Linked DNA regions of Rattus norvegicus: region 2 is linked to region 1. A link is a contact called in public Hi-C data. All regions are on one chromosome and are shown on one strand. Each heading gives the region's core, a stretch centred on a gene start, on an enhancer-like site or on the middle of the called end of the contact. The rest is flanking DNA. Distances are from core to core; before and after follow the strand shown.

Evidence for each region. Hi-C and Micro-C count contacts between places; a contact is called where the count stands out from the background.
Region 2: a Hi-C map of the A7r5 cell line shows a contact between it and region 1, with 2.3 times the contacts expected there. The contact joins two enhancer-like sites. A contact is called at or near these places in 2 of 12 Hi-C or Micro-C datasets (the A7r5 cell line and the Rat2 cell line).

The regions. Positions count from the first base shown.
Region 1 is chr8:19,313,918-19,320,040 of GRCr8, reverse strand. No RefSeq gene overlaps it. Among named protein-coding and RNA genes, the nearest start is that of Sesn3, 98 kb to the left of the region's middle. Within about 2 kb of position 3,675, at least 15 of the 93 cell types and tissues checked have an H3K27ac peak or open chromatin away from gene starts, as enhancers often do. A contact at or near this core is called in the A7r5 cell line, where this site is marked.
Region 2 is chr8:19,473,057-19,478,434 of GRCr8, reverse strand. No RefSeq gene overlaps it. Among named protein-coding and RNA genes, the nearest start is that of Endod1, 44 kb to the left of the region's middle. Within about 2 kb of position 2,779, at least 9 of the 93 cell types and tissues checked have an H3K27ac peak or open chromatin away from gene starts, as enhancers often do. A contact at or near this core is called in the A7r5 cell line, where this site is marked.

The DNA.
Region 1 (6,123 bases), core at 2,426-4,925:
CACAGCAACCAGTAGGGGAACCTCCTTGCCCTCTCAGTTCCTCAATCTGGCACATTCTAGGTCATATAATTAGCTCCTTTATGTCCCACTTGAGTTTTTGTGTTCTCCACATGATAAATTGCTGGCCTAACTACTCCAAATTATGGTTAAACAGAGGATTTATTGTAGATATGAGGGAGAGGACAGCCAGAGGCACCTGGAAGAGTCTAGAGCAGAGAGAAAAAGTATTAGATTGAACATGGCCAGCAGATTGGGGCTGGGCAAGAGAGGAGAGAAACAGGGGATTATGGGGGAGTGAGAGAGAATGACAAAGAGAGAAGAGGACCGAGAGAGAGGGACAAAAAGGAGCAGAGTTGGAATAGCAGGGTTACAAGTGAGAATGTCTGGGGAGGGAAGCCCATGAACTGGAGAAGTTTAGGGTAGGGGATAGGGTGAGAAGAGCCAGATGCCAGCATGGATTGTGAAATGTGTAACAGGTACTTGTGATACTGAGGGAGCCTGGCGGCCAGCATGCACTTTGGTATGCTAGCGCACCACGGAGAACCATCTGTCTTTTCTGACAGTGGTAAGGGAACAGGTTCCTTTGGTAGAAGGGAACCAGCTGCATGAGTTCCTGGGGGGATGCTGGCTGTGGTTTGACTGAAAGAATCTGGGAAAGTGACAGACATGGGAACGTCTTTGCAGATATCCCAGGAGGAAAGATGTATTGTAGCTTCTGCCTCTGTTTCACAGATTAGAGCCTCTGCTCTGGTCCACTATCATGGCTGTACATCAATGGGGTAAGATATAACTTCCACTCAAAGTAATTACAATACCATGGATGGAATGAAAAATGCTATGGAGCAGAGTGGTAACAAGGAATCAGACATCACAATAGGCTTGAATCATTTCAATTTCTTTTGGTACCAACTGCTGCACTGGGGTGGAGTCAAAGGGTTGACAGAGTGTACCGGTAAAAAAGCATCAATGTGGAAGAAGACTGTTTCTCACTTAGAGAAGTATAAGATGATGGGATCAATGACACTGGACTTGGAGCCATGGGGGCCAGGAGACAATCAAGTGTTTAACTGAACTGAAATGTTGGGTGCCTGTAACTAACCATGGTTGGGATCTCCTGTTTGTGAGTGCCATACCCCAAGGAGCACTACCAGACATAAAAGAATGGAGAAAGATATTGCCTACAGCAACTGGAGTTACCCTGAGAGAAGCACCTCCTTGGACAAACCAAATACTATTATCTTAGTTAGGGTTTCAATGCTGTGAAGAGACACCATGACTAAGGCAACCCATAAAGAAAACAGTTAATTGGGGGCTGGCTTACAGTTCGGAGGCGCAGTCCATCATCATTGTGCTGGGAAGCCTGGCAGCATCCAGGCAGATGTGGTACTGGAGAAGGAGCTGAGAGCTTTACACTGTGATCTGAAGGCAGTCAGGAGGAAACTGTCTTCTGCAGGTGGCCAAGAATAGGCTCTGTATCTCATTGGTAGACTTGAGCATACATGAGACCTCAAAGTGCTATTCCACAGTGACACATTTCCTCTAACAAGGCTACACCTCTTCTACTAAGGCCATACCTCCTAATAGTGCCACTTCCCATGGGCTAAGCATATTCAAATCACCACAACTATGGTGTCATTCAAGCAGATGATACATGGTCTCACAGGAAAATATTCCAGAAGTAAATGTTTTTTTGAGCATGCCCAGTTTAAGGCATGCCTATTATAAGCATGCTTAGATTAGAGTGACTGTTTAAGAATAGAAGATAGCAGACTTATGTTTGGGCAAGCTTAGCTCAAGGTCATGGAACCTAGGCCTCAAAGGTTAATATGGCTGTCAGGAACACTTCTGGGCATGCTCAACATAGGTCAAAAAGATGGCTGACAGGACTATCTCTAGACATAGGTTTTTTCCAAAATGTTTTCACTGAGGACACTTTGAAGGTGTGTTAATATTGTTTACTCCTAAAGATGCTGTCTGTGGTAAGTGAGTTACATTACTCTAGGAAGGGAACCATCCAGATAATATTAAGGATATCGGACGGTGAAGCTTGTGATTCAAATGGCTCTTGAGGAAGAGAATCAAGTGTCGTACATGGCTATGAGGACAGTAGGGATGAGGGTAAGTCTCTCAGTCAGTTGTATGGGAGGGTGCAGGGAGATCAGAGCTGGGCCTATGGGTGACTCCCCCCTTCACACTGGAATGTGGAGTCCTTTCTGGTTTCCATGTTAGAGCTGGCCTGAGTCCATCCTGATTATTTTGTTAATGTCCCTCTGTATTTGATTGGCTCTGAAGGCTTAATGTTGAATCTGTCTGCATTCAACTGGGTCTGAAGACTTAGTGTTGAATACAGACCATGACACACTCCTAGGAAGCCATTTTGTGGCTGTGAAATTCCCAGCACACTTCTGAGCTTCATGCCCCATACAGTATTAAAATTTGACTTTAGAAAGCTTTTTCTGGAAGAAAGCCCCACCATTGATCTCCAGTTTGCTATTTTAGATTTATCCAAGGAAGTGGAAGACCAGAAGAACAGAGTTGCCCAAATGAAAGATTGGTAGTGCTGTCTCGCAGAGAGGTGTGATGTCATTGTGTGTTGCTGCTGCTGCTGCCGCTCGCTGCCTTGTTACCTGTAACTACTTAGGAGAGGGAGGTGATTAATGGCAGTGACTTGGGAATTCTCTGGTATTTTCTTTCCTAAAATGAGGTAAGACAAAGATGCAGTCTTCCAAAGGATTTAATTTAGACTTCAGGAAAATGGAAAATGTTGAGGACTAGAGCAAGGCCAGGAAGTCAGTCAGTCCTGATGTAAAATAAGCAAACATGGGGAAGGATTGTTTGTCTCTTAGCAGAGAGGACCCACAGGAGGGGGAAAGCAAGTCTCCAGGCTCTGCGATCCTCCTCTCTTCAGGGTCTTAGAGAGCACCACACACCTGCCCTTCTATCCTCTATTGCCTTGGCACACAGTAGGTTCTCAGCAGACACTGTGTTAAATAAGTTAATTATCCTTGGTGTACTCAGTAACTTTGAAAGAATCTGACCCTTGACGATATCTGTAGGGAAAACAAGTAGGTATGGGGATGGGGATATGAACAAGGGTCTCTAAGGGAGAGAGGAAGTGGTGGCTCCTAGGAAGGGAGCTTGTGTCTATCTAGTGCACAGCCAGGTCTGTCATCCCGTGTTCTCTGGGGGAGCAAAACCTGAGTCCTTACTCTGATGCTAAGCACCTATTTTAGGAGACATTGTCTAGGGATCAGCAGCTGCCTTCCCTCCAGGGCAGCACCATTGAGGGCAGGGTTGGGGGGTGGGTACCCGGGACAGGGGATCGGATTCATTTCTGTTAACATCTGCTATTCAAAAGGGCAACTTCCCACAGGCCTCATGTGTATTGCTCTGCCCTGTCTGTGGGTGGCACTTCCCTGTCTCTTTTGTAACTCCATTCCTATGCAAAGATCCAAATATGCACAAACATTGTGTGTACACGAGTTGACTTTTGATCTAGGTTTTAATTCTGGCTTCTTCCTTTTATGGATCAGAGAGGTAACCTGACTTGGACAAGGTCACAAAGCTGGGAGGTGGTGTTGTTGGGATCCAGCGCAGGGCACTTGGCTTGGGCAGGGTATTTTCCATCCCTCACAGGACCAGGGCAGCAGACACAGACTGCTGCCAGGACTGCAGGGCTGGTCTTGCTCTGCTCTTTGGCGTCAGGCAGACTGGAGATCAAATTCCAGCTCTGCTTCTTCTAGCTACGTGACCCGTGACCCGAAGCAACTTGCCCGAGCTTCGCCCAGCCGGTTTCTTCCCTGCAGTTGAGAATCCCGACTCCTTTTCACAAGGTTGTCCCCTCCCCTGAATAACAGCAGAGCTGCCCGTGTGTGTTAAGTCACCAGTGCACGTTTGCATGAGGCAGCCTGTCCCTTGTTTGAGCCCAGGGTTGGGGAAGGAGGCACAAAGTTCTGGTTTAAAAGCTCTAGTCAGTTGTTGTGTAGCCAGGAAGCTGATCTCCCTGAAATGCCATTGTTAGGAAAAGGCACTTCTGACACCCATCCTGGGCGCTGTGAGTAGGCACTGAAATGGTGCATGTTAAAGCTCTCTGAGAACAGAGGAGCCGTCTTTTGTTACCTCTCAATATTGGCATTAATGCCGGTCTCATCTCCCAACTTCTCCTCCTGCCCTTCTCCCGGTTTTCCTCATGTCTTTGGTGGGATTTTTCCTCACAGCACTGTTGGCTTTGTTCTCTCATCATGGTGTCCATGTCTGCTACTGTCTTCTTTTGCTCCAGAAACAGTGGGAGTCCCTTTCTGGGGCTATGGAAGACGGACTTGGAGAGGTGGAGCCTGGCCATCTTGTGAGCTTGGCTCCCACTCTCCCCAGCCTCAATGGGGCACTGGCATCCTAAGAGGACGACTTCTCCAATGGACGATTGTTGGGAATTGGTGGCGGGGAGAAGTGCCAGATGTGCAGAGCCAATGGAAAAATCAAGAAGTGTGGCCAAAAATTTTGCTGTTCTCTCTGCTGTTTTCAGACAGGTTACTGCCAGAAGGCTCTGGAAACCATGTCCCCATGAGGCCATGCTCACCAGCCCGCAGGCAAAATGCTCCTTGCTTTCATTTATTTGTCTTGCAGACAAATACAGCAGCTATTTGGAAAAGTAGCGCCCATAAACACGGACAAACCCAGAGACCAAGAGGCTCCACATGGATCGTCCTCTCCCCTGAAGACTCCAGCAAGTTAAGGCACTGTTTACATTTCAATTTGGCAGAGTCTAAAGAAAAGATGGCAATGTAAGCTGGGTAGGTTGGAAACCTTCTTACCCTGCAATTCCTTCCCCCTGAGTCACGGTATTAGCAATTTGAAATGCAAGCATTCCATGAGCAGGCTGTGCAAACTGCTTCTCGGTGTCTTCTTCCTCCCAGGGCCTACCACACCCTCGGGGACCATTCTCTCTCCTGACCCAGGCCCTGAAGGCTTGAACTCTTCACGGTCAATGTTACTTGACATACTTGTCCTAAAGTGGCCCTTTAACACTTCCAATCAAATAAGGAGATAATGGGTAGAAGTAAAATCTTATAAAATAATAGAGTGATGAGGCACCTAAGACAACCTGATTTTTGCAGTTAGTCGGTAAACTGGATGCAGGTTTGTTTGTGATTAGGCTATGGAGCGCAGGTTGCTTCTCCAGCTCGTGCTGCTACGTCACTGTGGGGAAACATTCACTTTCCTATGGCTCTGACAAAATCCCAGCAGAAGCAACTTAAGGAAGGGAGAGTTTCCTTTGGTTCATCCTGGCAGAGAAAGCATGCTGGGAAGTGTCCCTCAGGAGTGTGAGGGACGGGGCTGGACCTAATGTGCCTACAGCCAGAGATCAGAGAGAACTTGGGCGCCAAGCTTGCTTTCCTACACAGCCTGAGACTCCAGACGCCTCCCATTTTCAAGGTGGGACTTCTCAGTTAAATTTCTCTGGAAACTCCGTCGACAGACGTATTCAGAGGTTTGCCTTATACGGGATTCCAGAGGCTCTCCATGATGGCAAGATTAACCATCACAAGGGACCTTCTGGCTGGAGAGATGGCTTAGTGGCTAAGGTTCCTGAGGACCAGAATTCAGATACTGTTTGTGGCACTACATTTGCACAGGCCTGCCAGGACTGGATGGCTAAAACCTGTGTGTACACATCTAGAATGGCTTCCCCATTGGGTTAGGCTGTGGGTAGCATACATGTTAGCATGGAGGACGGCTTCTTTATATAGTTGGTGCAGAGCTGCTCTTCTCGTAGGTACAGTTACAGTCATGCTGCCACGGCAGGTGTACCATGGAATCCATTTGCACGCATGTTAAACTACCTTGTTCAAACGTTTATGGACTACTTAAAGGGTACAGGCCTTAAACTAGCTACAGGAATGGATTCTGCTCTCAATTCTAGATGAGGTCCTGCTCTCAAAGCACTTACCGTTCGACTTTTATTCCTTTATTGAGTGCCCAGATCTCTGAACAAAGAAACAAAGCCAAGCAAAAGGCACTGTGGTATACTGGAAGAGACCATGACGTTGACCTTAGAAGTACCGTTTCCTGCTTGCTCATTACACAACTTTGGGGAATTTATCTGAACACCAGAGGGATAGTTTT
Region 2 (5,378 bases), core at 1,530-4,029, 160 kb before region 1:
GTAGGTTTAATGTGTGAGCAGCAGAGAGCCTTTCTTGGATATTTGAGGAGCAGATGGAAATTGATTTTCAGTATCCAAAGATGAAGGCCAGAGTAGTGGAGAGAGAGAGAGGAGAGAGAGAGAGAGAGACAGAGAGAGAGAGAGAGAGAGAGAGAGAGAGAGAGAGAGAGACAGAGACACGGAGAGACGGAGAGACAGAGAGACAGAGACAGAGAGACAGAGAGACAGAGAGACAGAGACAGAGAGACAGAGACAGAGAATGTGTGTTGAACCATGAGAACAAAGCTAGGTAGAAAAGATCTCCTGTCCCATGACGTACAGGTGTATTGAGGATGATTTTGAGAAGGATGGAATGGCCCTGACCAAGATTCAAAAACTCTGAAAGAGAGAGTAAAGGGGTTTAATTTGGGAGATTTATGGAAAGCACTAAACACTTGATAAAGCCATTCTCTGTCTGCAGAGGGCCTGGCTGGAAGCGGAGTTTGTCGGGATACAGCTGTGGGGCTGGAAGGGCTTTTAAGACCACAGTGATTGATGGGGAACTTGAGGAAACCCAAGCTCCAGCGCTGTGGTTCTCAGTCTGTGACTCTCAACCCCTTTGGGAGTTGCACTGGATCTCCTGCCTGTCAGAACATTACAGTTCATAACAGTAGCAAAATTACAAGTAGCAAGAAGTAATTTCATGGTGGGGGGTCACCACAACATGAGGAACTGTATTAAAGGGTCCAGCATTAGGCAGGGTGAGAACCACTGTCCTAGGGAGTTGGTTTCCACGCCCGTTATTTGTGGTACAGAGCTGTTTAGATATAACATAAGTGTTACTCCTAAAACTGACACGGAGAGAAACATTAATGCAAAGAGAAGGGCAAATCATAAACTGCCTTCTGTCTGGGGAGAAAGGCTGGGTAGTCTGCCCCACAGCCATTAGCACGTAGAGAAACCGGGATTATACAAGTCCAAGCCATGTAGGCCAAGGGGCGGGTTGGTATTCTATCATCCTTTGCTCAAAATAACCAGGCAGGCAGGAAGGAAGAGACATGACCTTCCCAGCATAGACACGGCAGGTAGTGTGGCCAGGGCTCGTGGTCAAATGCTCACATACAGTAGGCGAAAGATGTGTGCACAAGCTCTGTACTCTTCCTGACAATGGTAGTCATGGGGGAAGAGAAGTCCCCCGTCTAATTCGAGAGTTGCATCTCTGTGTCTAGGGCTACTGCTTGGCCCGTGCCATGGAACCCTAGTCATCTGCTTGCTCTAACTGTTCATCTTGCAGAACTGCTCACAGCATCCTGCCTACCTGCTTCACAGAGGACAGAGTCACCTCATGGCTCTGCAGCTCTCTCAACGCCTCTCCATTGGACTTCTTCCTTCATTTATTCCTGTTCGCCGTATCCTATGTGGGCAAGATTGCCAGATTTGGCAAAGGGAGAAAATAGATGCTCCTTTAAATTAAGACTCTGAGGGGGGTATTGTATGACCCATACTTACTTATATTTTTTAAAAAATCACTCGTAAGGAATTCAACTGTCCTTGGGCTTCCTGTAATTCTACCTGGGAACCTCCTATGGGAACGACTGTTCTAAAACTCCATTTCTCTCATTCTGAATCCTTCCAGTGGTTCCGCATTGCCTCTGTAGCTGGAGCCAGGAACTCAGAATCATGTAGGTGGTTAACGAAAGGCATGTGGTGAGAGGGAAATGGTGTGTGTTTGAAGGTATGATAGACGCAGAACAAACATTTCCCTATCCCAGACATTCACATGTAGATTTTAAGACTATATAATGAATCTCAGTTAAGGCAAATACATACACACACTGCCACCCCCACATACTTACACACACACACACACACACACACACACACACACACACACACACGTCAGAGTGTCAACTTTCCCAGTGGAAGCCTGGACTAAGACAAGTTGCTTGGACTGTGCTTGGAAACTTGTCTGGGCTCTTGGCTCTGTTCCTCTCACCACTGTCCAGCATGAACCCTGCTCTAGCTTTTCTCTACCAGCTGACCATGTCCACTCCTCACAGCCATCTTCCTCCCACACTAGAGCCCCTGCCATGCAGGACATCCATACCCCTCCCTGCGCTTTCCCTTTTTAGGATCAGAGTGCCCTGTCTGTCTAGGGGCAGCTTCGATGGTCCTTGACTCTGTCTCTCCAGCAGGCCGAAGAGCAGTCCTAAGGGATTTGGCCATGCCCGCTCCCTCTGTCTCTTATCTCCTTAGTGTCAGAGTTATGTAGACCCGACCCTATCCTGTGCACTTTTAAATGCCACTTGAAACGTTGTTGCCGATACATGCTTAGTGTGTATTTGCCAGAGATCGGAAAACTCACAAGCACATCAGCCGTAGAGAGATGGCAAAGTATCAGACCAGGGATGTCTCCATCCCAACACTCCCCGGCCACAGCTGTCCCCCACCCAACTGTCCTTTCAAGCAGCTTCCAAGTCAGTGTTTTTAGACCAGGTTAAGTGTTGGCTTAAATGATGTCTCATGTACTGATTAGAACCCAACTCTGAAAGCTTTAAACAACAAAACCCTCTGATTTGTTGACCTTCCCAGTGACATTCTGGCTGGTCTGAGCTGGTCAAGGCAGACTGCCAGCTCCAGGACTGGTGTGCAGCCAGCTGTGCCTTCAAAGATCTCCCTCTTCAAGGCTTCTTCCTCCTCCAGATATCCCAGCTGCCTCTGGGAACTGTATGGCCAGCCAGGGTCCCTCTGCAAGTCTGGTGCTGTCTAAATCCTGCCCCCTTTCTTTCTCTGCAAAGTCGTTCTCATTCCTCAGGAATGTAGCCTTTGTGGTAGCAGTGGGCTCAGAGCTGTACAGGATAAACCTGGCAGTGGGATTCTTAACCAGACGGACACAATAGAAGTAGCTCTGTTAAAAGCCTACCTTCAAAGAGCAATACCAGGCACGGTGGACAGGCCTGCTGTGAAGAGATTAGAAATCATGGGCAGAAAGGGGACTAGCATGTAGTGAGAGAAGGGTTCTCCTGGGCTAGTAGTTTTCTTTCAATCCTCCTGCTGTAGTGTCTGGCAGGCAGGACCTGGCATATACTCATGAGTCAGGTGCTAGGAGCTGTGGAAGTGGCTAAAATACGATCCTGGCTGTCTCCCCACCCCCACCCCCACCCCACCCCCCCCCCCCCCCCCGCAATGGATGGGACAGTCTTGAGTGTAATGGGCCCTGGAGTTAGCAGCTCAGCACAGTGGTCCAGAGTACTCGCTTGGTGTCAGAGGGCCTGGCTTGGCCAGTGATGGGCTGTGTGCCCGCACGCAGGTCACTCGATCTTGTGTTTTGTGTTCTAAGATTGGGCTCACTTCAAAGCCTGCTCTCTAAGTTCCTGGCTGGCGGGGCCTTGGTGCCTGCCGCTGTTTATCACTCACTCATAGGAGGTGGGGGGGAGAGTGGAGGTGCAGAGAAAGGAGCAGCTTCTTGGAGAAGGTGTGGGGCAGGGGCTTCAAAGAGGAGGTGGCATTTGCTTTGCACCCTGAAAGACAGGTGGGAGTTCAGTAGACATGGCAGGTTTGAGGGAAGCTGAGGTACTTACTGGGTGTGTGGTCAGAGGCAGGAAGAGGACAGCGCAGCTGTTAATGAGGACAGATATATGCAGGGTGGAGGAATGATGGTTTGCACTGGGTCCGAATAGGTTGGGGAGGGCCTTGAACTCACAGAAGCTTTGCCACATTGCACAAGCCCTATTGCCTTGAAGGCTTGCTGCCCGTGTGCCCAGTTAGACGGGACTGCAGTACACCAGACCACACTTCCTAAGAACTTGCTGAATCAATATCAAGATTTAGTCTGGGGTTAGTTTCAGACAACTAACCAACCCGTTAGGCTGTATCCAGACAGCTTGGGCCCCAGTAAGTGTGACCATCTGAGCGATTCGTGCTCTGAGCATAAAAATCACCTTGGCAACCACTGCTTGGCTTTGCATTGGTGTTGGCTTGGCATGGCTAAGATATACCCTACATTGGCTGGGTAATTTTTGCTTTAGCCAAGGGCTTGGTCCCCTCAAGGGTCCACCATGTACCACTTTGTGTGGGCTCCAGGTCCGGGGAAGAGTCCAAGTGCCAATAATCAGCAGGATGAGAGCTCTACTCGCTGTACCTGGATGAAATCCAGGCTGAGCAAGGAGATGGTTGTTAATGCTGGTCTGACAGGAGATGGCTGTTAATGCTGGTCTGATGGAGTGGGGCAGTCAGCATTAGTAGGTGGCACTCTCTATTCTTAACAGTCCCTGTTGGCTTGGACGTTACAAACGTTGTAGCTCCTTTGCTGGCCTCAGTATCTGAACCTGGACTCCTGGCAGTGGCCAGTGTTATTGTGGCCAGCTCTCTGGAGCTCTGCTGGCGAGCAAGGCCTGCACGGTCTCCTATCTGGCTCCTCAGAGCCTTTTATTAGTGTTCTGCTCTCTCTTGGTTGCTCTGGAATTGTTATTAGCAAGGCTGCCTGACCCCTTCTGTACCTGCTATCTGGATTAGCTGAGAAGTTGGCCTCCCTGGGGCAGTGCATGAGAGCCGGGCACTTATTACTCATGGGTGTTGGAACAGCCAGCTGAGTGTTTAGGAACTGGGCATCAGCATCTGCTGCTAGCCGGATTGTTGGCCGTCCAGTAGGATCCATGCAAGCAGACAGCGCCCCCAGTGGACAGGCGGGATACACAGCAGGAGAGCCACCTTCTGCAGGAGTTTCAGCTGTTAAGCAGTGGCTACTAATGAATGAAAGCTAATCTGTGTGGAAGCAGAGTGATGGGGCTTAAAAACTGGGCAGTAATGGTCCCAGCTGCTGAGTCTACCTCTTTATAGGCTATCAAGTCTACAGCTGCCCCATCTACCGGGTCTGTTACCAGCTCGCCCTGCATAAGAAAGTAGGGGAAAGAAGAGAAGGAAGGGTGGAGAAAGGAGGGAGGGGCGAGCCAACGAGTTCCTATCCTTTACTGGGCCTCATGTTGCAAGCAGGTAGCATGGGAGAATGTCTCTTGAGGGGTGTTTGGACCAATCACTGCCACTTGCTTGGATCAACCCTCCCTTTAGCACCAATCGCAGTCATTAATGCTTGTGTTTTGGACCAATCACAGCCTTGCTCCTTGGCACCAATCACCACCGTCCCTTCGCTCTGGGAAGTTCTGTCTCTTTGGCCAAGGAGGAAGTGGTTCATCTAGGATTGCGGTTATAGAAAGTCAGACACAAACTGCTTGAAACAGCCCTGGCAGGGGCTGCCTTCAGCAGCCAGGTGAGCTGCTGAAATCTACGATGGTTCGGAGAGATCTTGGAGAGTTCAGGGTAGTTGGTGTTGGTAGAAGGGTGGTTACATATCACAGTAGTCCTTACGTTGCTTAAGCCCTCCCAGGAAAGAAGTGAGACCC